7 separate regions of the Mus musculus genome follow, and regions 1, 2, 3, 4, 5 and 6 are each linked to region 7. A link is a contact called in public ChIA-PET, HiCAR-type, HiChIP or PLAC-seq and promoter capture Hi-C data. All regions are on one chromosome and are shown on one strand. The core of a region is the stretch at or near the end of the contact, and the rest is flanking DNA. Distances in the headings are between cores, read along the strand shown.

The links. Promoter capture Hi-C pulls out the DNA fragments that hold promoters and counts their contacts. ChIA-PET counts read pairs in DNA pulled down with a chosen protein or histone mark. HiCAR-type assays count read pairs that join an accessible place to other places. HiChIP or PLAC-seq counts read pairs in DNA pulled down with a chosen protein or histone mark.
Region 1: a promoter capture Hi-C map of hematopoietic stem and progenitor cells shows a contact between it and region 7, with 2.8 times the contacts expected there. The contact joins the promoter of Chaf1a here to the promoter of Khsrp in region 7. A contact is called at or near these places in 9 of 39 promoter capture datasets (the C10 cell line, cranial neural crest, embryonic stem cells and 6 more), 1 of 484 Hi-C or Micro-C datasets (muscle stem cells) and 3 of 115 datasets of contacts at active chromatin or transcription factors (Th17 cells, large pre-B cells and pancreatic cancer cells).
Region 2: a contact with region 7 is called in an RNA polymerase II ChIA-PET map of memory CD8 T cells, with 18 read pairs. The contact joins the promoter of Mydgf here to the promoter of Khsrp in region 7. A contact is called at or near these places in 1 of 39 promoter capture datasets (embryonic stem cells) and 3 of 115 datasets of contacts at active chromatin or transcription factors (memory CD8 T cells, pancreatic cancer cells and regulatory T cell precursor).
Region 3: a contact with region 7 is called in a HiCAR-type map of astrocytes, with 3 times the contacts expected there. The contact joins the promoter of Plin5 here to the promoter of Khsrp in region 7. A contact is called at or near these places in 2 of 39 promoter capture datasets (embryonic stem cells and hippocampal neurons) and 2 of 115 datasets of contacts at active chromatin or transcription factors (astrocytes and pro-B cells).
Region 4: a contact with region 7 is called in a promoter capture Hi-C map of liver, with 2.1 times the contacts expected there. The contact joins the promoter of Dpp9 here to the promoter of Khsrp in region 7.
Region 5: a contact with region 7 is called in an H3K4me3 HiChIP or PLAC-seq map of stem cell-derived neural progenitor cells, with 5 times the contacts expected there. The contact joins the promoter of Sema6b here to the promoter of Khsrp in region 7. A contact is called at or near these places in 3 of 115 datasets of contacts at active chromatin or transcription factors (large pre-B cells, pro-B cells and stem cell-derived neural progenitor cells) and 1 of 9 other capture datasets (adipose tissue).
Region 6: a contact with region 7 is called in an H3K4me3 HiChIP or PLAC-seq map of bone marrow-derived macrophages, with 6 times the contacts expected there. The contact joins the promoter of Tnfaip8l1 here to the promoter of Khsrp in region 7. A contact is called at or near these places in 1 of 39 promoter capture datasets (cranial neural crest), 1 of 484 Hi-C or Micro-C datasets (B cells) and 2 of 115 datasets of contacts at active chromatin or transcription factors (bone marrow-derived macrophages and pancreatic cancer cells).

What each region holds. Positions count from the first base shown.
Region 1 is chr17:56,039,159-56,041,958 of GRCm38.p6, reverse strand. It overlaps Chaf1a (chromatin assembly factor 1, subunit A (p150)), which reads right to left and starts at 1,543. Exons shown (of 14, transcript NM_013733.3): 1 at 1,408-1,543. The coding sequence starts at 1,447.
Region 2 is chr17:56,182,435-56,185,481 of GRCm38.p6, reverse strand. It overlaps Mydgf (myeloid derived growth factor), which reads left to right and starts at 1,562. Exons shown (of 6, transcript NM_080837.2): 1 at 1,562-1,743; 2 at 2,767-2,817. The coding sequence starts at 1,591. It also overlaps a transcript of Tnfaip8l1 not described here.
Region 3 is chr17:56,115,956-56,118,953 of GRCm38.p6, reverse strand. It overlaps Plin5 (perilipin 5), which reads left to right and starts at 1,656. Exons shown (of 8, transcript NM_001077348.1): 1 at 1,656-1,871; 2 at 2,065-2,125; 3 at 2,501-2,696. The coding sequence starts at 1,828.
Region 4 is chr17:56,217,474-56,220,189 of GRCm38.p6, reverse strand. It overlaps Dpp9 (dipeptidylpeptidase 9), which reads left to right and starts at 1,301. Exons shown (of 21, transcript NM_172624.3): 1 at 1,301-1,449.
Region 5 is chr17:56,138,841-56,141,840 of GRCm38.p6, reverse strand. Sema6b (sema domain, transmembrane domain (TM), and cytoplasmic domain, (semaphorin) 6B) reads left to right here and starts at 1,498. Exons shown (of 17, transcript NM_001130456.1): 1 at 1,498-1,627.
Region 6 is chr17:56,161,127-56,163,923 of GRCm38.p6, reverse strand. Tnfaip8l1 (tumor necrosis factor, alpha-induced protein 8-like 1) reads right to left here and starts at 1,433. Exons shown (of 2, transcript NM_025566.3): 1 at 1,318-1,433.
Region 7 is chr17:57,030,227-57,032,972 of GRCm38.p6, reverse strand. Khsrp (KH-type splicing regulatory protein) reads left to right here and starts at 1,466. Exons shown (of 18, transcript NM_010613.3): 1 at 1,466-1,825. The coding sequence starts at 1,574. It overlaps Slc25a41 (solute carrier family 25, member 41), which reads left to right. Exons shown (of 7, transcript NM_175333.3): 7 at 1-201.

The sequences.
Region 1 (2,800 bases), core at 294-2,793, 990 kb after region 7:
TGTTGCATGCAATTCAGACTTAAGCTTTCCTACAACCTCAGCTATCCAGAGTAGAAACAGCCCAGGCACACCAACTTAGAGACTCGGACCCCCAGAACACTCTCCCTTCTTCTCATTTGAATGGAAGGTAACATCACCTCAATTTTCTATTTTAAAAAAAAAAGCCACCCCCCCCCGAAGGACACTTTTTTCTTTAAAAGTTTTATTCCACTTTAATTAATTTATTGGATACAGGCTTGTGGAATTGATTCTCTTCTTCCCAGGATACAATTCAGGTGGTCAGAGGCCAGATCAACCTGAAATTCATCATCCTCCTGCCTCAGCTTCTAGGATGCTGAACTGCAGGTATGAACTGCTACACCAAACTGGTCTTTATTGCCAGAGCAATAGTGTCGGTTTTAAACGTTCCACCTTGGTTAAATAAAAACAATGCTCCATGAGAGTCCAGGAATTGTACGACTATTAATGCCCACATAAAATTCTCAAGCCAGTCAGAACAACAGCTCCAGCCTTCCTGGAATACCAGGCTGTGAAGGGTGTGTGTGTGTGTGTGTGTGTGTGTGTGTGTGTGTGTGTGTGTGTGTATCTTTGATGATCAGAACTGTAAAAGGGGCCAGAGTTATCCCAGAAGTGGATGGAGATTGAGGATGCGGCTCTCCATCCTGAAATTGGCCATCCCCAATTCCCCTCATCTCCGAGCTTGCAGACTAGTGTAATGTACCCAGAAGGGCTGTCTAGTCAGTGGTGCTCAATTGGAGAAATCTTAGTCTATCAGGACCGACCTCGTCTTTTCCAGCCCCTCAATCGTTCAACACACACTGGGGATACAATTTAGCGGGGAATAGGCACCCCACATTTCGGGAAGCCTACCGCATGCTACAAAGACTCCTAACACGTACCCGACTGGTCCATACCACACTCACAAAGGGCCCCTTTTCGGGACCCAGAAAGGGTTCCTGGCTATGCTTTAACCACCCAAACCGACCTTCCTGGACTAGCCCTGCCCCGCAGAGTTGCTGCTACTCTGGTGTCCAGAGCTCAAGTGAGCACGGGCCTCAATTTCCCCGCCCATTGCAAAGGTCCGAACTGCTCTGGAATTCACAAACGCACTTAATAACTTGTACGACTGACTTTTCTTCTCCTTGCCCTCAGTTTCTCCACTTGCTGCTACAAGATCCAATTGATTTCAAGAGGACACAAGCACTCAGGATCCATCAAATCCAACTCGGGGCCTCGGTTTCCCCATTTACTCCAGCTATTTAGGCGACACAAGATGCCTTCGGGAGCTTGCGAAGCTGACTCTTCCCCCTCCCCGAGGCCTCAGTTTCCTAAGAGCCCTCCCTTCTCCTGGTCTCCGCCCCGAGGCCACTTAGGCTTGGATCCGCTCCTTTAGGCAGTTTCACCCACCCGCGGCTGTCCGCGTCGCGGCCTCCGGCTCCTCCAACATCTCCGCGACGGCGGCGGCGGCGGCGGCGGCGGCGGCGGCGGCGGCGGCTCAGGCTTCAGTCGGGCGGCCAGGCTGCACACTCCGCCTCCCACCGGTGTCACTTCTGCTGCCGCCGCGGCCGCCGCGCTCGTATTTGGCGGGAACCGCGGCAACCACCGCGGCCCGCGCGCCGATTGGAGGAGCTTGCGTCACGTGACACCTCAGCCTCCGGAAAAAGAGGTGCACTCAGTACGTCCTCGCGAGAACTTCGGTTTATGTGCTAGAAAATCCCGCGGGAGGCGGATGAAGGCTCCTTTCCGGCGGTTCAGGAGCTGCTGGGAAGATCTGCATTTCTATTGATCCTAAGAAATGTCAATCTAAAATATCAGCGTTTGCACACCCCCCACACCCCTTTTATTGGCTATATGCGTTCCAGGAGGTGGGAAGGGTACGTTTAGATTAGTAGTGACAACTTGAAATTACCCATTGGAAGAGTAATGGGAATTAAGGTATAATAGTGACGGGTTGAAAGTAGCCATTGTAATTAGAGAATTACTTCCTTTAATTTTATTTCTTGCATTAATTTCTCTTTTAACTATAATTTTTTTTCGAGACAGGGTTTCTCTTTGTAGCCCTGGCTGTCCTGGAACTCACTCTGTAGACCAGGCTGGCCTTGAACTCAGAAATCTGCCTACCTCTGTCTCCCAAGTGCTGGGATTAAAGGCGTGTGCCACCATTGCCCGGATATAAACTCTTTCTAAAAATGTTACAGCTGGGCATTTCATTTTTGAAATGATGAACCACTTTTTAATAAATTAACAATTTGCTTTATTTTAAAATTAGGAATGTTTTTCTATTGTAAAATTATAAATCTTTTCAACCATATATTCCTTCTTTTCGTGTAAATTACTTTGAAGAATATTAAATGAAAAAAATTGAGTCTGGTGCTTCATGCTTTTAATCCTAGTACTTGGGATTTACAAGCAGGTGGATCTCTGAGTTCGAGGACAACCTGATCTACATAGCAAGATCCAAGACAGCCAGTGATACGATGTATAAAAAAATGTTTTTCAGCCGGCCTTTAATCCCAGCACTCTGGAGGCAGAGGCAGGTGGATTTCTGAGTTTGAGGCCAGCCTGGTCTGCAGAGTGAGTTCCAGGACAGCCTGGGCTATACAGAGAAACCCTGTCTCAAAAACAACAACAACAACAAAAGAATAATTGCCTCTGTCTTTTGTTTTTGTTTTTAATTTTAAGACAGAATCTCACTATGTAGCCTTGCTGATCTGGAACCCAATCACTAGTTTCTAAATCTTTTCTTGTTGTTGTTGCTGCTGTTGTTAGGTGGAGGAAGAAACCTTTCTTTATCTGCAAA
Region 2 (3,047 bases), core at 313-2,812, 850 kb after region 7:
CTTTCTGGCTGCAGCCAGCTTTTGCTGAAGCGACATCTCTGTGGGACTGCTGGGGGTGGGGTAGGCTGGGGAGGAGATGAGCCACTGTGGACAGCTCCTGTGAGGGCTGCAGGCTGAGATGTCACTGGTGCTGCCACTTTTGACAGCACTTGTGGGACACTTTACTGCAGCAGCCCATAGGCTGGGGTGGAAAGGAGGACCCCGCCACTACTCTGATGGCTTTTGTGGTGCACCGCTCAGGGACTACAGGAGGACTGGGATGGGGCAGGCTAAGGTGGCATCAGCAGCCATTTGAGAGGAAATGAGGTACTTGTAACTAGATAGAGGATCACTTAGCCGTAGAGTCTAATTTTAAGATACTTATTTTCTGTTGTGCAAGGCTGCTTGCCCCAATTCACATGTAGTGAGAACAGCTTTTAGGAGTCAGTTCTACCACCATCTAGTGACCAGGGCTGAAGTCATGGCTGCAAGCCCTTTACTCACTATTCCATCTCGCTGGCCAGTGGAAAGATGGGAAAATTATTCAGCAGCAGAGGGCTGGCCAGGCATGCTCTAGGTCCGGTAACAGCATAGCAACACCTGTGACCTATAGGAAGCTGCAAAACCGGAAGAATTCACTTTTAAAGTATTGCTATTATTATATTATTTTCATGTCTGTCTGTGTACCACATGCATACCTGGTACCTGCAGAGGCCAGAAGAAGACATCGGATCTCTTGGAAATGGAGTTAAAGTTGTAAAGCACCATGTGGGTGCTGGGCTTCAAATCTTGGTCCTCTATAGAACAGCCAGTGCTCTTAATTGCTGAGCCATCACCGCAGCCCTCACAATAAAATATTTTTGAAAAATATGCCGGGAAGTGGTGTCGCACACCTTTAATCCCAGCACTTGGGAGGCAGAGGGAGGTGGATTTCTGAGTTTGAGGCCAACCTAGTCTACAGAGTGAGTTCCAGGACAGCCAGGGCTACAGAGACCCCCCACCAAAAAAAACACAAAAAACAAACCTTAATACACACACACACACACACACACACACACACACACACACACACACACACACACATATATGTAAAATATGTTACAAAACAAAAAACAATCAACAGGTGGTGGTGGAGGCCTACGCCTTAATCTCAGCACTCAGGTGGCAGAGTCAGGCAGATCTCTGAGTTCCCGGCTAGCCTGGAGAGATTTCCAGGACCTTGTCTCGTCAAAACCAAAAAAATAGGACAAATAAAAGTGAAATAAACCATATTTATTAACAAATGGATAATCTAACAAAATTAAACACTGTCAACCCCCATGTTGTCCTGAAGTGAGTCCGGGAGCCCATTTAAGTGAGATATAAAAATATCCGGGGGGGAGGCAAAAGTTACCTGCAAACTCCAACCCAAACAAGCGCCAAGACGAAGTCGCCCTCCAGGCATCCGCGAGCGTCAATCAGAGGCGCTGTAGTGCATCACGTGCCAAGTCGAGTCCCGCCCCACCATGGCAGCCAAATCGGGCGGGGCGACGTTGTCACCGTTCGGCGCTGACGTGTCCCGCGCGTGTCACTCCACGTTCGCGAGCGCCTGCGCATTGCCCCGGAAGCAAGATGGCAGCCCCCAGCGGAGGCTTCTGGACTGCGGTGGTCCTGGCGGCCGCAGCGCTGAAATTGGCCGCCGCTGTGTCCGAGCCCACCACCGTGCCATTTGACGTGAGGCCCGGAGGGGTCGTGCATTCGTTCTCCCAGGACGTAGGACCCGGGGTACGTGCTAAGCCTCCTGCCCGGGAATCGATGCCTATGGACTTCCGATCAGGTGGTCCTGGAGACCGGGTGGAGTGGCAGAGGCAGGGTTACCTGAAGAAGGGACCTGGCTGCCTCGTCTGTCTTCTGTCAGTCACTCCCTACCTGCAAGGCGACTTCCCCTTGCCCATCTCATTGTAGAAAAGGGAATACTGGTTGATAAGAGCAGCGGATCTAGGGGACTGGCTATACAGGTCGCACGTGGGTTACTCACTGAACCCGGACTAGAGCGGGAGCACCCCCCAAGCCTTACACGAGTCCATCACCTCTCCTTTCAGCGAGCCAGCAGTCAGCCTAGCCTCTGCCCGCCCCAGCTTGGCTTCTGGGACAGCGGTGTCCCTAGTGACCATTTCTTGAGACCATTACTATAGTCCTGTGCTTTCTGGCAGGTTTGTGTTGTGGGCAGGAAGCAGTACAAGCTTGTATCTAACAGGAGCCCCGAGTACTGACCTCATAGGTGATGTTCTAGGGATGATTGCTGAAGGCCATTTGACCTTCCTAGGAAATCACAGTGATTTGAGCAAAGTTCTGAGCTCCTGAGAGGAGAGAGATCTGGTGGCCTCTGGAGGGTGTACTGAGGGATGGAACCTAGAGTCTCACATCGGCAGAGCCAGGGTTCTGCCCCGCCCTAGGCAGGGGCTCCACCCCTGAGCCACATCCCTAGCTCCTCATTAGGGGATTCTAGGTGGGACTCCACCCCTGAGTCACCCTCCCAACCCCTCACTGCTGGATTCTGGACAGGCTCAACCCTTGACCTTCTGGGCAGGGGCTGATGTATATCTCAGTCCTTTTTGATCTGTTTTACATCGGGACAGCACCTTGCTAAGTCACCCAGGCTAGCTTATGTCCCAGTTCCCAGTTCTGCGTCAGCCTCCTGGATACCAGAGATGATGTGCATACAGGACCATGCCCAGTATGCTAGGGTCTTGGTTCTGAGTATTGAGATCTTTGCTCTTCAGCCTCCTTTTATTTCTCCTTCTACAGAACAAGTTTACATGTACATTCACCTACGCTTCCCAAGGAGGGACCAACGAGGTAAGTTCCTCAGGGTGTCACACGACTGGTGTCAAGGGAAAGTGGCCAGACTCCCGAGGCTCTAAAGTCCCAGTCCCTTGAGCCTGAAGGACTTCTAGTTGCCTTGGCTTCCGCCTAATGGAATCAGCAGCCCACAGTGCTGATCCCTGACTCTTAGTCTATGTGTAATCAGTGAGCCACCAGAGCCTGGGACAGTCCTCAGGGCAGCCCGTAAGCTGGCAAGAGGGCCG
Region 3 (2,998 bases), core at 407-2,906, 910 kb after region 7:
ATTGAGAGGCAGGGGTGTGGATTTTTTTTTTAAAGGCCCGGTTTCATATTGCCCAGGCTGGCCTCAAATTTGCTATAAGCCTAGGGTGATTTGAGCTCATGATTCTCCTGTCTCCACCTTGTGGCTCTGGGTGACAAGCATATGACTGGGCAAAACTAGGCTTCTCACCCCAGTCCTGCAGAGGGAGCTGGGGAGAGTGGGTTAAAACTTGGGTCTCAGTTTGCTGATCTGTAAAATGGGGTCAGAACTGACAGGCTTAACAGCTCTCAGGATTAAACAGCAGATTAAAAATAAGATGGAGGCCAGAGAGACCACCCATGGCTTAACAGCTCAGGCTGGAGTTCCAGTCCCAGCATCCACATGATAGCTCAAGGTCACATGTTACTCCAGTCACAGGGGGTCTGTCAACTTTACTGGCCTCTGTGGGGATCAGGCATCTGTGGATCATGACAGATGGAACATATCAACAAAACACCAGGACACATAGACGTAATAATAATAATAACAAAGGAAGTGGGCCTCAGAAGGCAGTCAGCCGAGCACCCACAGATCTGGGTTCACGCCCAGCACCACATAAACATGTGTGGTGTGGCACATCTGTTGTCTTAGCCACTGGGTGGTGCGTTCAAGGTCATCCTTGGCTATGTGGTTACTTTGAGGCTATCCTGGGCTATATAGTGAGTTCTGGTCAAGTCTTGACTACAGAGAGAGAGTCTGAATCAAACAAAACAAACGGAAAAGACTGAAGAATGAGAAAGTCGCCGGGCGTGGTGGCTCATGCCTTTAATCCCAGCACTTGGGAGGCAGAGGCAAGGTGGATTTCTGAGTTCGAGGCCAACCTGATCTACAAAATGAGTTCCAGGATAGCCAGAGAAAACCTGTCACAAAAAACAAAACAAAACAAAACAAAAAAAAAACAACAAAAGAAGAAGGAGGAGGAGGAGGAGAAAAAAGGAGGAGGAGAAAAAAGAGGAGAAGGAGAAGGAGAAGGAGAAGGAGAAGGAGAAGGAGAAGGAGAAAGAAGAAGAAAAGTCCTCAGTCGCCGGGCGGATTTCTGAGTTCGAGGCCAGCCTGTTCGGTCTACAGAGTGAGTTCCAGGACAGCCAGAGCGATACAGAGAAACCCTGTCTCGAAAAAACCAACCAACCAACCAACCAAAAACCAACCAACCAACCAACCAACCAATCAAACAAACAAACAACAACAACAAAAAGAAAGTCCTCAGTCCTAGTCTGAGGTCAGCCATGGTGACTGGACCAGGATTCAGCGTCCCTGAGCCGCTATGGCAACCATGGCGCCTGTGGGGGGCGGGGAAGCTCCAGATCCACCCCCGGCGGCGCCTCATTGGCTCGCGTGCGGAGGCCCCACCCAGACCTGCTATAAGGACGGAGGGCTGACTCAGGTGGGAGCGCCGGGGGGCGGATACACGCGGGATCTGAGCTCTGCACCCAGGTGAGGGCGCAGGCGAGGGTAGAGGGTGGGGTAGGGATGGCCCTGACCCAAACTCGGCAGGGTGGAAGTGGCGGGGGTGAATGCGAGGAGCCACAGGCACAGCAGGTGGCAGGACCCTTGGCCCAGTGGGCCCGGGCCCAGGACCCAGTTGGGCGGGGCCCAGGCGCAGAGGACAGTGGGACGGCCATGGTGGGGATACATAGGGCATGAGCCCTGAGGTCAGCGTCCCTGTCACCGTGGACAGCTGAGGGTGACCTCGGAGCTCCACGTGCAATCTTTGCCTCAACTTTCCTGCCCGTCAAAGGGATCTGATTCTCTGACCGCTGCCCCCACCTCTGCAACGGGGGCTGGTGTGCGGGTCTGTCCCTACTGGAAATGGACCAGAGAGGTGAAGACACCACCCTAGCGCCACACAGCAGGTAATGACATTTGAACTCATCCTCGTCCCACCAGGGCCCACGCCTGTCCTCCCACAAAGTCATAGATTTTTCATTGTATACCTTCTGTGTGTTGGGCCTTGTACATGCCTTGCTGATGGACCCCAGAATACTCCACAGGGCTGACTCTCAGGGTTTCCCTCTCTTTCTGTGTCTTACCCCCCCCTCCCCCCAGAATGTCCGGTGATCAGACAGCTCAGGACCCTGGATCCAGCCTGGGAGAACTGGACCAGCAGGTAAAGAAGGACGACAGCAGGGGGCTGGGGGGTTCGTGGCTGGGTCCCTGCCCGACCAAGGTCCAGTCCCTTCTCATAGCTCCAGGTGTCACCTATTGTAGTCACTACAGTGATAGCATCAAACTTAGGGTACAATTACACCTGTGGGGAAACTAAGGCCCCAAGCAGTCAGGTCTTTCTCCAGACCTGTGTGCAGGTCACCCAAACAGCCCCCCTTCCCGCCCTGGCCTCATCTGTAGGTCCAGAAGTTGCCCTGTTGCTGTGTGTGTGCTGCATGCTGCAGCCTTTGGTAGGCGACCTGCTTTGTGTCCCCCAGCCTAGCACAATGAAGGGAATCGGGGTATGGCTGTGCCCTGATGTAACTGTTCTCTGCAGAATGTGGTGAATCGAGTGGTGGCTTTGCCCCTGGTCAAGGCCACGTGCACTGCCGTGTCCAGTGCTTACAACTCGGCCAAGGACAGGCACCCGCTGCTGGGCTCCGCCTGCCGCCTTGCTGAGCACTGTGTGTGTAGTGTGACTACCTGTGCCCTGGACCACGCACAGCCACTGCTGGAGCACCTGCAGCCCCAGTGTGAGTCTAAGTCCCTACCATAGTCCCTACCACCTTGGTCTGTAGTCAGTCTCTGCTATCTTCAGAACCAGGTGTCCCTCCCAGGCCCATTCACAAATGCTTCCCCACACCTCTCTTTTTAAAAAATTTCTGAGTTAGGGTTTTGCTCTGTAGCCCAGATTGGCCTGAAATGCTCAGCAATCCTCCTGCCTCAGCCTTCTGAGTGCTGGGATGATGCACCACCACACGGTTTATGCTGTGCTGGGATCGACTCCACACGTAGTGAGTCCAAATCCCTTCTTGGGTCCTCTCTAGGTCCCTAA
Region 4 (2,716 bases), core at 52-2,551, 810 kb after region 7:
GGAGTTCAAGATAAATTTTAGCTACATGAGACTCTTCCCCAAAATGGGTGTGAAAAGAAAGGGGTCAGGAGAGAGAAGAGGATGGCTGGAACTGGGGAAGACCAGGAGAGCCGCCAGGCCCTCAGCCACGTCCTGTAATTGTGTAACAAATGGTGTCTCCAGGGAGGGTTCCTGGAAAGGGAACAGGGTTGCAACATCATGTTAAAAATGTAGCTCTCAGGATTTCCGGTCAAAAAGTTAACTAGCTAGGAAGCTAAGTGGGGACACTTCAACAACAATGGAGGATGCTCACTAAATGTCACTCACCAAACAATGGATGCCCTTCTGCAGGAACCCTGTTAGGATAACTTTTGGGGAGTGTGTCTTTATTTACAAAAGCTCTTTAGAGGCTTGAGAGAGGTGGCTCTGCGAGGAGGGGAGTCCATGTCCCAGCACTCATGTGGCCTTAACTCCAGTTACAAGAAATCCATTGTGGGTCTGGAGAGATGGCTCAGTGGTTAAGAGCACTGACTGCTCTTCTGAAGGTCCTGAGTTCAAATCCCAGCAACCACATGGTGGCTCACAACCACCTTTAATGAGATCTGACGCCCTCGAATCTGAAGACTGCTACAGTGTACTTAGGTGTACTTAGATATAATAATAAATTTAAAAAAATTAAAAGGAAAGAAACCCATTGTCCTCTTCTGTCACACTCGCGTGGCTCAGACACAATGCACAGATAAGAAGTAAAACATGAGCCGGGCGTGGTGGCGCACACCTTTAATGCAGAGGCAGGTGGCAGAGGCAGGCGGATTTCTGAGTTCGAGGCCAGCCTGGTCTACAGAGTGAGTTCCAGGACAGCCAGGGCTATACTGAGAAACCCCGTCTCGAAAAACAAAAAACAAAGTAAAACATGGTGTGGGCGAGATCTAGACAGAGCAGGCAGATCTTAGAGTTCAAAGCTAGCCTGATTAAGTGGAGAGTTTCCGAGCGCTGGGATGAGCGGCGTAAGCAATCTGGGACTAGAACCCGGGGCCACCTTTTGGAAGGCAGCTTTCCTAACCACTATTCTACCAATATCTCAGCTTTCTTAGATATTTTTAATAGGTCACTGCAGGGTCGAGCTGGCCAGCAGAACTGGAGCAGGGGTGTCCATCCCGCAGTCCTCTCCCAGACAGCAAGGGGCCACCAGCCTTGCCTTCAGCCCTAAGACGCTCCTGAGCATTGTCCCCTAGAGTTTCACGGACGTTGGTTCTGCCCTGACGTTACCCAATCAAAAGCCTCTGCTTCTGCAGCTCAACTTCCGGGTCAAAGGAGGCGCAGCTGGCGGGTCCCCCCGGTGTCCGCCGCCTTCGCTGTCCCCCCGCGCCCGCCACTTCCGGGCCCTCGTCTTGGGCATGGAGCGTCGCGTGTGAGGCGCCGCCGGCCCCGGGGACGCCCTGCTCAGCTTGTCCTCCGCGCCACGCTCGGGTGAGCAGCGTCCGGCCCCGGCTCGCCGCCTCCCGCCCCGGCCGGCGCCGTCCGCCCGCCTCGGCGCCGCGCGCCCTGTCCTCGTCGTCCCCGCCGCTCTGGTCGCCGCGCTTCGCCGGTTCCGGGCCGCGCCCAAGAGCTGCTGCCGCACCGCTGCGGAGACGCAGCCGCCAGCTTCATCGCAGAGCGCGGCTCAGCCCGGCGTCCGCGCAGCCTCCGCCAGCCTCCGCCAGCCTCGTCTCTGCCAAACCCTCCCTCCCGGCCTCATCCTTCCCAACCTGATCCCCTCAAGCCTCATCCTCTTCCATCTTGATCTTCTAAAGCCGGATCCCCGCAAGCCTGATTCCCCTCCCAGCTTGATCCCTCAAGCCTGATCCCCAAAACTTGATCCGTCCAACTTGTTCCCTCAAGGCCTGATAGTCCAGGTTGACCCTCCTCTCAAACCTGAAATCCTAAAGCTTCATACCCCAAAGCTTGAAACCCGCAGCATGAACCTCTCCAAATGACCCTACCAGCCTGACTCTTCCAAGACTGGTCACTCCCCAAGCCTGATCCTTCACTCAGCCCTTATCCTCTGCCTCAGTTTCCACATTGTCGCATGCCAAGCTTGATACCCTCCCAGACTAAAATCATATCCTCTGTCTCATCCCTTTCCTCCCCGGATTAGCTTGAACCCCCTCAGCTTCCAGCATTCATTCCCTGCATCTTGAGCCCCACCCTTAGGATCTCGGCCTTAGGCCCATCCATCCCCTCCCCATCCACGATTTTGCCCAGCCTTTGACCTCAGCGGCCTTTTTGCTGCCTGTTACCCAGGCTCCCTCGGGAGCCCCCAGGGCAATCACCAACCTGCTTTCGAAGAGTTGGGACTGGTGCCCAGGAGGTGTGGACCACAGTCGCCAGTTCCCTGCTGGGTCCCAGGGAGACCGCACACTGAGGGACACGTCTCTTCCAAGTACAACCCAGGGCATGTTGGCAGCCCCGAGGGGCTGGGAGGCTCAGTTAGAGTCGAACCAGGTAGATAGGGTTAGGCACAGGCGGAGACTCCCGCCCGCATGGAAAGTGAGTGAGAAGAAGCCACACACATCACCGGCCCCTCCATCTTCACCGGCCCCTTCATCCTCACTGGTTCCCCAGTTCACACCAACCACTCCATCCTTGCCAGCCCCTCATCTTCCGCCAACCCCTTCATCCTTGCCAGACCCCATTTTCACCAACCCCTTCATTCTTGCCAGCCCTTCCCATCTGCCCACCTTAACAACACCACATT
Region 5 (3,000 bases), core at 249-2,748, 890 kb after region 7:
GCCTGGAGCAGGGCGAGAACGCAGCGCTGGCGGAAGCAAGGGAAACTGAGGCCCAGGGGGCGGGATCTTCCTGGAGCCTCACAGCTGAGGAAAGGGGTGCTGGGGCTAACTCTGGAGGACTCAGACAAGGTCCTGTCTTCTTGACTCTCCATGGCTATCAGGTCAGCTCCTAGACCGGCTGGAGCCGGCTGGGGGAGGGCGACTTGACCTCCAGGCCGGTCTGTGAAAGAGGCGTCATTCATGACCATGGGGCCTTTGTTCAGACAGGTCTCCCTGGGGACAGGCCATCCCTGCACCCCCACTCTGCCTTGCACTCCCTGCCAAATCCACCCGTGAGCCTTCAGGGGCCCGGTGTCCCCCCTCCCCCTCTGCCACCCCCAGCAGCCACTGAGCCCTCTGCACCTTGACTTTTGCAGCCACTGGTCACCTTGGCAGCCACCCTCCCATTCCCCCCGACGCCCCCCTGGGCCGAAAAACATTGTTAGAGCTGCGCTCAATAAATGTTTGCCGGACAAATTGGTTCATAGGCCAAGCAGAGTAGGCTGAGAACTGGCTTCATCTTCTGCCTCAGTTTCTCCACAGAAGCTGTGTCTGGCTGATATGCGGCAAAGCTGATGGGCCACAGTGAGGTCTCAGCCTGTCGCCACAGTGGTGACACCAAGGAGTCTGCTCCAGCCCCTCAGGGTGTGCACAGGTCAGAGTTAAAATCCTGACACCCACAGATTTGGCTGTCCCGGGCAGCTCACAGTCCCAACCTTTGGTTGAGTGTCCTCAGCTGGATGGGCTTCAGGGCGACCCTGTGAGCAGGATTCAACTCCACACACAATTACAAAAGCAGTTGTGTGGTGCTTACTGTATACTGGAGGTGCCATCAGTATACTTACTGTATTCTGAGGCAATGCCTAGCCCAATCGGAAAGAGGTTTTCATTCAGCGTCATGGCTGGGATGAGGAGGGGCTTTGGACAGAGGGAAACTGAGGCATGGAAAGAGATATCTTGCTGTCCCAATGTCCCTCAGAAAGTGAGTGTTGGCGGCGTGCTGGGGCAGGCCTTTAGCCTAGACTCCCCAGGAGAGTCTGTCTTAGTCAATCAATCATTATAAATAAAAAATGAGACCTTGGTGGTTTGACTCAATGATGTCATGAGCCACCAGGACCGTGGGACCACGTCCATGAGGTTCCTGTGTGTGGGTGACTGGTCAGATGAATTGGGAATTCACTAGAATATACCAGAAAACATCTATGGAGTGCCTACGGTATACTGGAGATGCCCAGAGTCAGAACAGCGCCCAGCTCAGTGCGGGAGTCGGTGGTCTTCAGAACCACCCCAGTAGAGAGAAGTGGGAGGCAGAGAAAGGGAAACTGAGGCCAAGGATGGTGGAGGCGCCCCCTCCCGTCCGTGCTCCGCTCCTTGGTGGTCTGCTCCGGGTTTTGCGAAGCTCCGAGCTCGGGCGCTGGGGGCGGAGGTGGCGGAGCTGCGAGTCGCAGCGGCGGCGGCAGAGATGCGGCCCCGGCCGGGACACCGCGCTGCGCCCCCGCGGGAGCCGCCCGCGCGTGGGAGCCCGGGCTGAGACGCTGCGGGGCCGGGGCCGGGGCCGAGCCGAGCAGGTGCTCGGCCTGCGCTGGAGGTGAGTGCAGGGACGGACGCGGGGACGCACCTTGGACAGATGCACGGGGGACAGATGCGGCGACGGACGCAGGGACGGACGCAGGGACAGACGCAGGGACAGATGCAGGGACAGATGCAGTGGGCATGCACGCACCAGGCGCGCACAGGGCGCGGGCGCCTCGTGCAGCGGCACTGGCTTGGGGGGCCCCCCGCGTGCGGTCGCAGCTCCAGCGCCCTGGGCGGGGCTAACGGGCTGCGCAGCGGGCGGGGATTGCAGCCAAGGCCCCGGCTCATCGCGCCGGGGCACTGACAGTGGCTTCGAATTATTGGGGTGACGGCCTACTGATGGGGGCGGGGGAGGGGGCGGGACACATAGCCGCGACCTTTCGTGGGTCCCCACGCGGCCCTGTGCACCAGCTGTCCCCAAGCTCTTGGGTACCGGCTGGTCTTCGCCGGCCGCGCAACTGACATGGGGGGGGGGCAGTCCGCGGCCAACGCCCCCGCTGCAGCACAGCCCTAAGCTGGGCTGCCAGCCCCCCCCCCCAAAGCCTGACAATGGGACAAAGGAGCGTCTCTGGCAGCCGCGCGGGGTGGGTGCCACCGTGGCCCCCCTGGCCGACCGCGGTGCTGATTGGTCCCTGGAGCGGGGGTCACGTGCCCCATTCTGCTCTCCACTGCCGACTTTGGGGCGCCTCCCCAGGGCTGCTGCCAGGCCGAACCCCCCACCTTGGCCTCAGATGGTGAATTCTAGGCCTACAACAGCCCTGAGGTCGGGAGGGACTCCTGGGTCCCAGGTCCTCTCTGCCTGGTCTCTGTCACTGAACCCCCAACCCCCGCCGCCTAAGGTCGGTGTCACTCTCATCTGAGGTTCCCAGGTCTCTGTCACCTGCCTGAGGTCTGTGTTGCTCCCCATCTGAGGTCTGTGTTGCTCTCCAGGTCTCCGGGACCCTGGCAGGTCTGTGTCACACTGCCTGACGTCTGTGTCACCCCCAACTTCTTATTTTTTACCTGCTCGATGCCCCAATCCCAAACTGAATGTGATGGAGTTGGGAACCCCAATATTGCAGGCCAACAAGCTTTGGGTGGAGGAGGGTGGCCCTGGGGACAGAATGGCTGGAGGGACTTGCCAGAGCGCCTCTGCCTGGTTACAACGTGCCTTTCTTTCTCTGTATCTTGGACTCGGGTTTTCTGGCTGATTTTCAGGGTGCACGATTGCCTGCGGGCTATTTACAGAGGTTAGAAGTGGGAGAGGTTTGAGGTTCAAGGCCTGGACCTAGACATGGCCTAATGTTGTCTGGCCTGGCCTTCTGGCTGGGTGGCCACTGCTCTCCACTTGGTAGACGGCAGTCTGGGGGTGTCTTGCATCTTGTATTTGTGTCCATCAGCAATGGT
Region 6 (2,797 bases), core at 184-2,683, 870 kb after region 7:
CAGTCACCCACATCCTAGGTGCGGCCCAGATCATGAACTTATTATGTTTTAAAGTTGTCGCTGCCTGTGTTGATCTGCCAGGGTTGTAGAGGGCTCAGCACGCACAAAGGTCTCAAGTGCAAGGACATTCCATGTGGAGAAGAGGCGGCCACTTTGAGGTCCCAGGACAGAAAAACAGGAAGTTTGGCACTCAAAGCCTACATTCCTGTTCTCTCTCTCTCTCTCTCTCTCTCTCTCTCTCTCTCTCTCTCTCTCTCTCTCTCTTTCTCTGTTGGCTGTTGTTTGTTACAGGATCTCTATACATAGTTATGGCTAGCCTGGAACTCACTTTGTAGACCTGGCCTCAAACTTACAGGCATCCACCTGCCTCTATTCTAAGCACTGGGTAAATGGGTAAATGTCCTGGTATATGTTGTGTTTGGGCCGGAACCCAAGGCCTCTTGCTTACTAGGTGAGCACTCTACGCACTGGGCTACACCCTAGGGTCCCTTTTGTTTTAGAGACAGCCTCGGTGTGTAGCCCACCCTGGCTCAGCCTCTCTTTTGTCTGTTTAAGCACCCCCAAGAAGCCTCAGGGAGTCACGAAACAACTGTCCCAAGTCAGACAGGGAAACTGAGGCTTATAATTAAGTTACTTGTTCAAGTGAGTCAGGTTTGTCTGAGCTGTGTCCTAACCCCAAGGCAAGGTGTTCAGAGGCGTCACAGCCTGGAGCTCGGGAAGTGACCCAGAGGCCTGTTTCCAGTTTAGTGTTCCACCCTGTCCCTCTCCAGCCCCGCTGCTCACAAAGGTGACAAACCAGAATATGGTTCTGGAGACAGTGTCTCCATCTCTCTGGCCATCCGCAGCCCATATTCTGGACCCCAGTTTATCCTCCAAACCAACACTGAAAGAGCCAGGAGGCTGCAGACCTGGATCAGGTCACCTGCCAATTATGTGACAGCCACTGTCCCAGTTCCCAGATGGTAAAACTGAGTTCAAGCCCTCGGGCAATGGGAAGCTTGAAGTGCCAGTCCCAGTCAGGGTAACCCTGCACCAGCCAGAGCCACAGTGGGGTCCAGCTGGCTACCTCAGAGAATACCTAGACCATTCTGGAGTCAGGCTGCACACTTGTACAGAGCCAAGTCCATCAAGTGTCCTCTTGAGGACATGTGTTAGGACTATTACAGTAGCCCACAGCAACCTGCTCACAACACCCATGCTCCCACAGTCAGTAATAGGTATACAGAGGAAACTGAGGCGGGATATACAGAGGACGGTGTGGGGATAGGAGGGGACGGAAAGAACCCAGGATAGCCAATGCAGGACCCCATCGCTCACCTGCTCCTCGGGATGTGTCAAGCCTTCAGTTTTCTGTAGGTGCCTCTGTGGGGCCAGAGGCATTGGCCGCTGGATCTGAGCCCGGCCGCTGGCTAGGAGGCCACGCCCCCGAGAAAGGGCTCGCCCCCTCTAAACGCTCACTGGCTCAGCAAATGGTAGCGCACAGGCAGTGTACGAAGGAGCCAATGGCAGCAAGCCTCTGCCAGGAGGTGGGAGGCATGACGCGGGCGTGGGCGAGGGCGTGGTCTGCGGCCGGGAGATTCCTCCGGAATAGCGCCGGCGCTGGGTGCCCAGCGCAAGGGATGCCGTGGCGGGAAAGTGTTGGAAGGAAGAGGAAGGAGACTGAGACAGAGAAAAATGGGGTATACGTGCACCGCGCGACAGAGATCTGAGAGGCCAAAGCGAAGAGAGGCGCCTCCGCGAGACACCTGCATCCCTCTGAGCGGGTCTCAGTTTACCCACTAGGTAGTTAGAGTGTCACCTGGGACTCCCATGACAAATGCACCCCAACATTTGCCTTGCAACAATTTTGGGGTTCCTGAGTACTGCGGAGACTCTCTTTCAGTTGGTGTCTCTGGAGTAAGGGGGGAGGCACTGTGATGACCTCCCTGACAGAGGCCAGACAGGGCCAGCTACCTCCCAGGGGGCAGCTGTGAGACCTGGAAAATCAGTCTGGGAGTGATTCCCACACTCCCACCACCCCCAACCCATCCCCAACACCCCCACCTTACTCCAAACTCCACCCCAACTCAACCACGGGTCTGCACTTCCTGTGCCTGGATGGCCCTGTCACAGCAAGGACACTTGGAAAAGCCTCATCTGCCATCTTCCCTCTTCAGAAAGCCCCCTCAGGTGTTTGCTGACTGCATTCTAACCTTCCTTGCATGAGCCTTAACACACAAAACTAAATCCAGGCTTTTGAGAGATAGAAATTGAGACCCAGAGAAACCTTAAGTGACTTGCCTAGAGCAGCACAGACCCAAGTGGCTTTCCTGATTTCAGATTGTCTGTGCTCTGGGCCAGGAACTTACAAGTTCAGTAGCCATCCCAGCTCTGCCGGGTGCTGAACATGGCCTCTATCTGCTCTGTACCAGGAGCTCACCCTTGTGACAGCCACACAGGACCCTAGACAGAGCTCAGTATCAAAGACAGAGACCACAGCTCTAGGTTTTTCATACCCCAGTATGAGCCAGGGCAATTAGTGTGTTTTTGAGGTGTGTGGGGGGAAGCAGGTGTCACTGAAGCAGGTTTGGGGGCTTCTGATTTTTGAGCACTTAGAGTCTGAGGAACCCACAGATATCATAGGTGTGATAAAGTGGGGATCAAACCCAGCTGTGTGGGTTCAGGGCTAGAGCCTACCCCTCCCACTTGCCTAGAGTCCCGTGGTGAGAGGCTGGGTCGTGGACAGGGTGGAGCCTCTGCCTAGAATTCCCCAGTGAAGCCTTGAGTGGGCTCTTGTGAGGATGTGGACTGTCTTCCC
Region 7 (2,746 bases), core at 217-2,716:
GGAAGACCCAGTGTCCCTGAGTCTCAAAAAGCACTCCAAGGCTCAGGCTTTAAGGCCATTTTGGTTTGCAAAAACCACCCAGGACTCGGATTAGAAAAGCGCTGGGAGTCCTCCAATTGGGATTCTGAGTTGGGATTCCAGCCGGGTTTTTGCAGGCTTGTTCAAGAGAAGATGCAGACAATGAATAAAGATAGTTTTGGACGTCTGTGTCTGAGATTAGCTGGTTCTGGGTGGGAGCTGGGAGATGGGGTGTATCGTCTAGGGTGCTTGCCTAGCATTTATGAGATCCTAAGTTCAACCCCCACCCTGACGACTTGGGGATCAGGAGGACCTGAGATTTTGGGGTCCAGGCTAGGAGCTCTAGGGGTCTTGAACTCCGGTAAATGGACCTGGGACTTCTGGGCCCAGGGTGGCAACTGGAAGTTTGGACTCCTGTGGGAACTTGGGGTTCCTTCTTAGTCCAGGGTTGGGAGCAGGAGACTTGGACCCCTGTGGGGGGCCTGGGTCGAGGTTGGGAATAGGCTTGAAGTTTGAGGAGTTGGTGTCATGAGTCTTGGAAGTGAAGGTCCTTTGAGGGAAAATCTTCACCCAATTTCGGGCCACCACTCCCCCCACCCCCCAAGGCTTCGGGCAGGCCACGGGCAAGGCCTCCCCAAGCCAGGCTACTGGGGCGCTGACTTAAGGTCCTGCCCATAGTTCCGGCTGCTGAGCACTACCTCCCACGTCCTCTGCCACTCACTTCTGCTCCCACTAATCCGCTCCTGCCGCCTGGTAGCGGGTTCCACCCCAATGCAGATGCGCTTTCACTGGCTCTCAGCAAGCGGGCACTATTACTTCTGTTACTGCTATTTGTCCACAGAGGGGTCAATCATTGAACGCTTGCCCTTGTCGCTCAGCCATTGGCTCAGAAGTCAGAGGACAAGGATTCTGAGAAAAGTCACGTCCAAATCCAAGCGCATCCTCCAAAATGCTTCGGGGACTGGATCAAATGACTGCCAATCTTAGCAAGCACCGCCTCCTAAGTGTATTCATTAGCTGGTGTTGACGACTATCTTGCCGAGCGCCCGCCCAGCTCATCCCAGAGAATTTTCATAGGCTCCGCCCTCAAGGCCACGTGACTGATCAGAGCCGTCACTCTCATCCTAGAGCCGCCCCGAGAAGGTGGAACTCGCGCTTCATTGGGCCTCCTGACTTCTCGCGTGACTTCCAATTGCCCGCCCAGCGCCAGCAGCCCTGGGCTTATTGAGTCCTATCTTCGTCAGTCACACCGCGCCTCCCGCCCCCTGCATCTTCCGAAGCTCTGACTGGTCGCCCGGATTTACGGCCCACGATTGGCGGGCGTAGAGTGGTAGCCGTATACTACTGGCTGTTCCTCGGCGTCCGTCAAGCCGGTGGCGGGAGGAGGTGCCCCTCTTCCCCCTCCGCGACCCCCCCTCCCCGTCGCCTTCCCAGCCGCTGGCTTCCCATCGTGCTCCGCGGCCGTGTGGAGCGAGGCCTTGTTCCCGCGTTGAGCCGCCGCCGCCTCCGCCTCCTCAGCTTGAAGCCTCCGCACCAAGCCCGTCCCCGCCGCGCCATGTCGGACTACAACACCGGAGGTCCCCCGCCCGGCCCGCCGCCTCCCGCTGGCGGCGGAGGGGGAGCCGCGGGTGCGGGAGGAGGCCCTCCGCCGGGCCCGCCGGGCGCGGGAGACCGGGGCGGCGGAGGCCCTGGCGGCGGCGGCCCGGGTGGAGGAGGCGCGTCCGGGGGCCCCTCACAGCCTCCCGGTGGCGGCGGCCCTGGGATCCGCAAGGACGCCTTCGCCGACGCCGTGCAGCGGGCCCGCCAGGTGAGGGGGCCGCGAGGGCGCGTGCGCGCGCGCGGGGGAGGGGGCAGCGGCGCGCGCGGGGTCGCGGGAGGGTCACGTGGGCGGCGGGCTCGGGGCGGGGAGTCTGGGGCCGTCACGGTGTGAGGGTGACCCTCTGCGTGCGTGTAGTTAAGGGTGCGTTGAAGGGGGGATCTCCGAAAACTAGACTTTGCACTGGACGGTTTCTCTTGGGTACCAGGGCTTGCAGCCTTTGGGGTCCCTGAGACCCACCCCTGTACTTGCACCAGGTCTTCTCTATTAGGAGGGTTGCAGCTTTGGAGTTCCCACGATTTTTTTCCTGGGTGTACTAGAGGATTCCTCTAGGACCCATAAAGGTTGCAGTCTGGGACAGTGTCCCCAAGAGCCACCCCCCGAGCTTGCACCCGTTATTTCCATTCAAGATATAGGGTTTGCATTCTGAGGACCACTCTAAAGTCCAAGACTGTTTGTGATTTGGAGAGGTCTCCTAGTTTTCCAAAGGCCTGAGCTTGAATGTTATGAGGATGTCCCCAAGAATCACTCCTGGGTTTTCACTTAGGCACCCCCTTAGGACCCATGGGGTTCTAGAAACTGAGGCAGATCTGTAAGAGCAATTCCTGAGTTCATGAAGGATGGGGTCAGAGATGCTGTGAGACCCCTCTTTGAACCCTTGGAGTCTTAGGGTCCCCAAGGGCTTCTCAGGGTTTGTAAAGTTGCATCGCAGGATGGTAGGAGACCGCTATTCAGAGACCTGAGGGTTCAGAATATATTAGTTCCCAAGACGGAGTCCTAGGTTTGCACAGGGACTGAGCTTGGCCGTATACTTAGAAAGTGGGGGGGACCCATCTTAGCACACATTTGCACCCGCCCAGAAATTCAACTCCCTTTTAGAGGATCTTGCTTTACACACCATTACTCCTATTT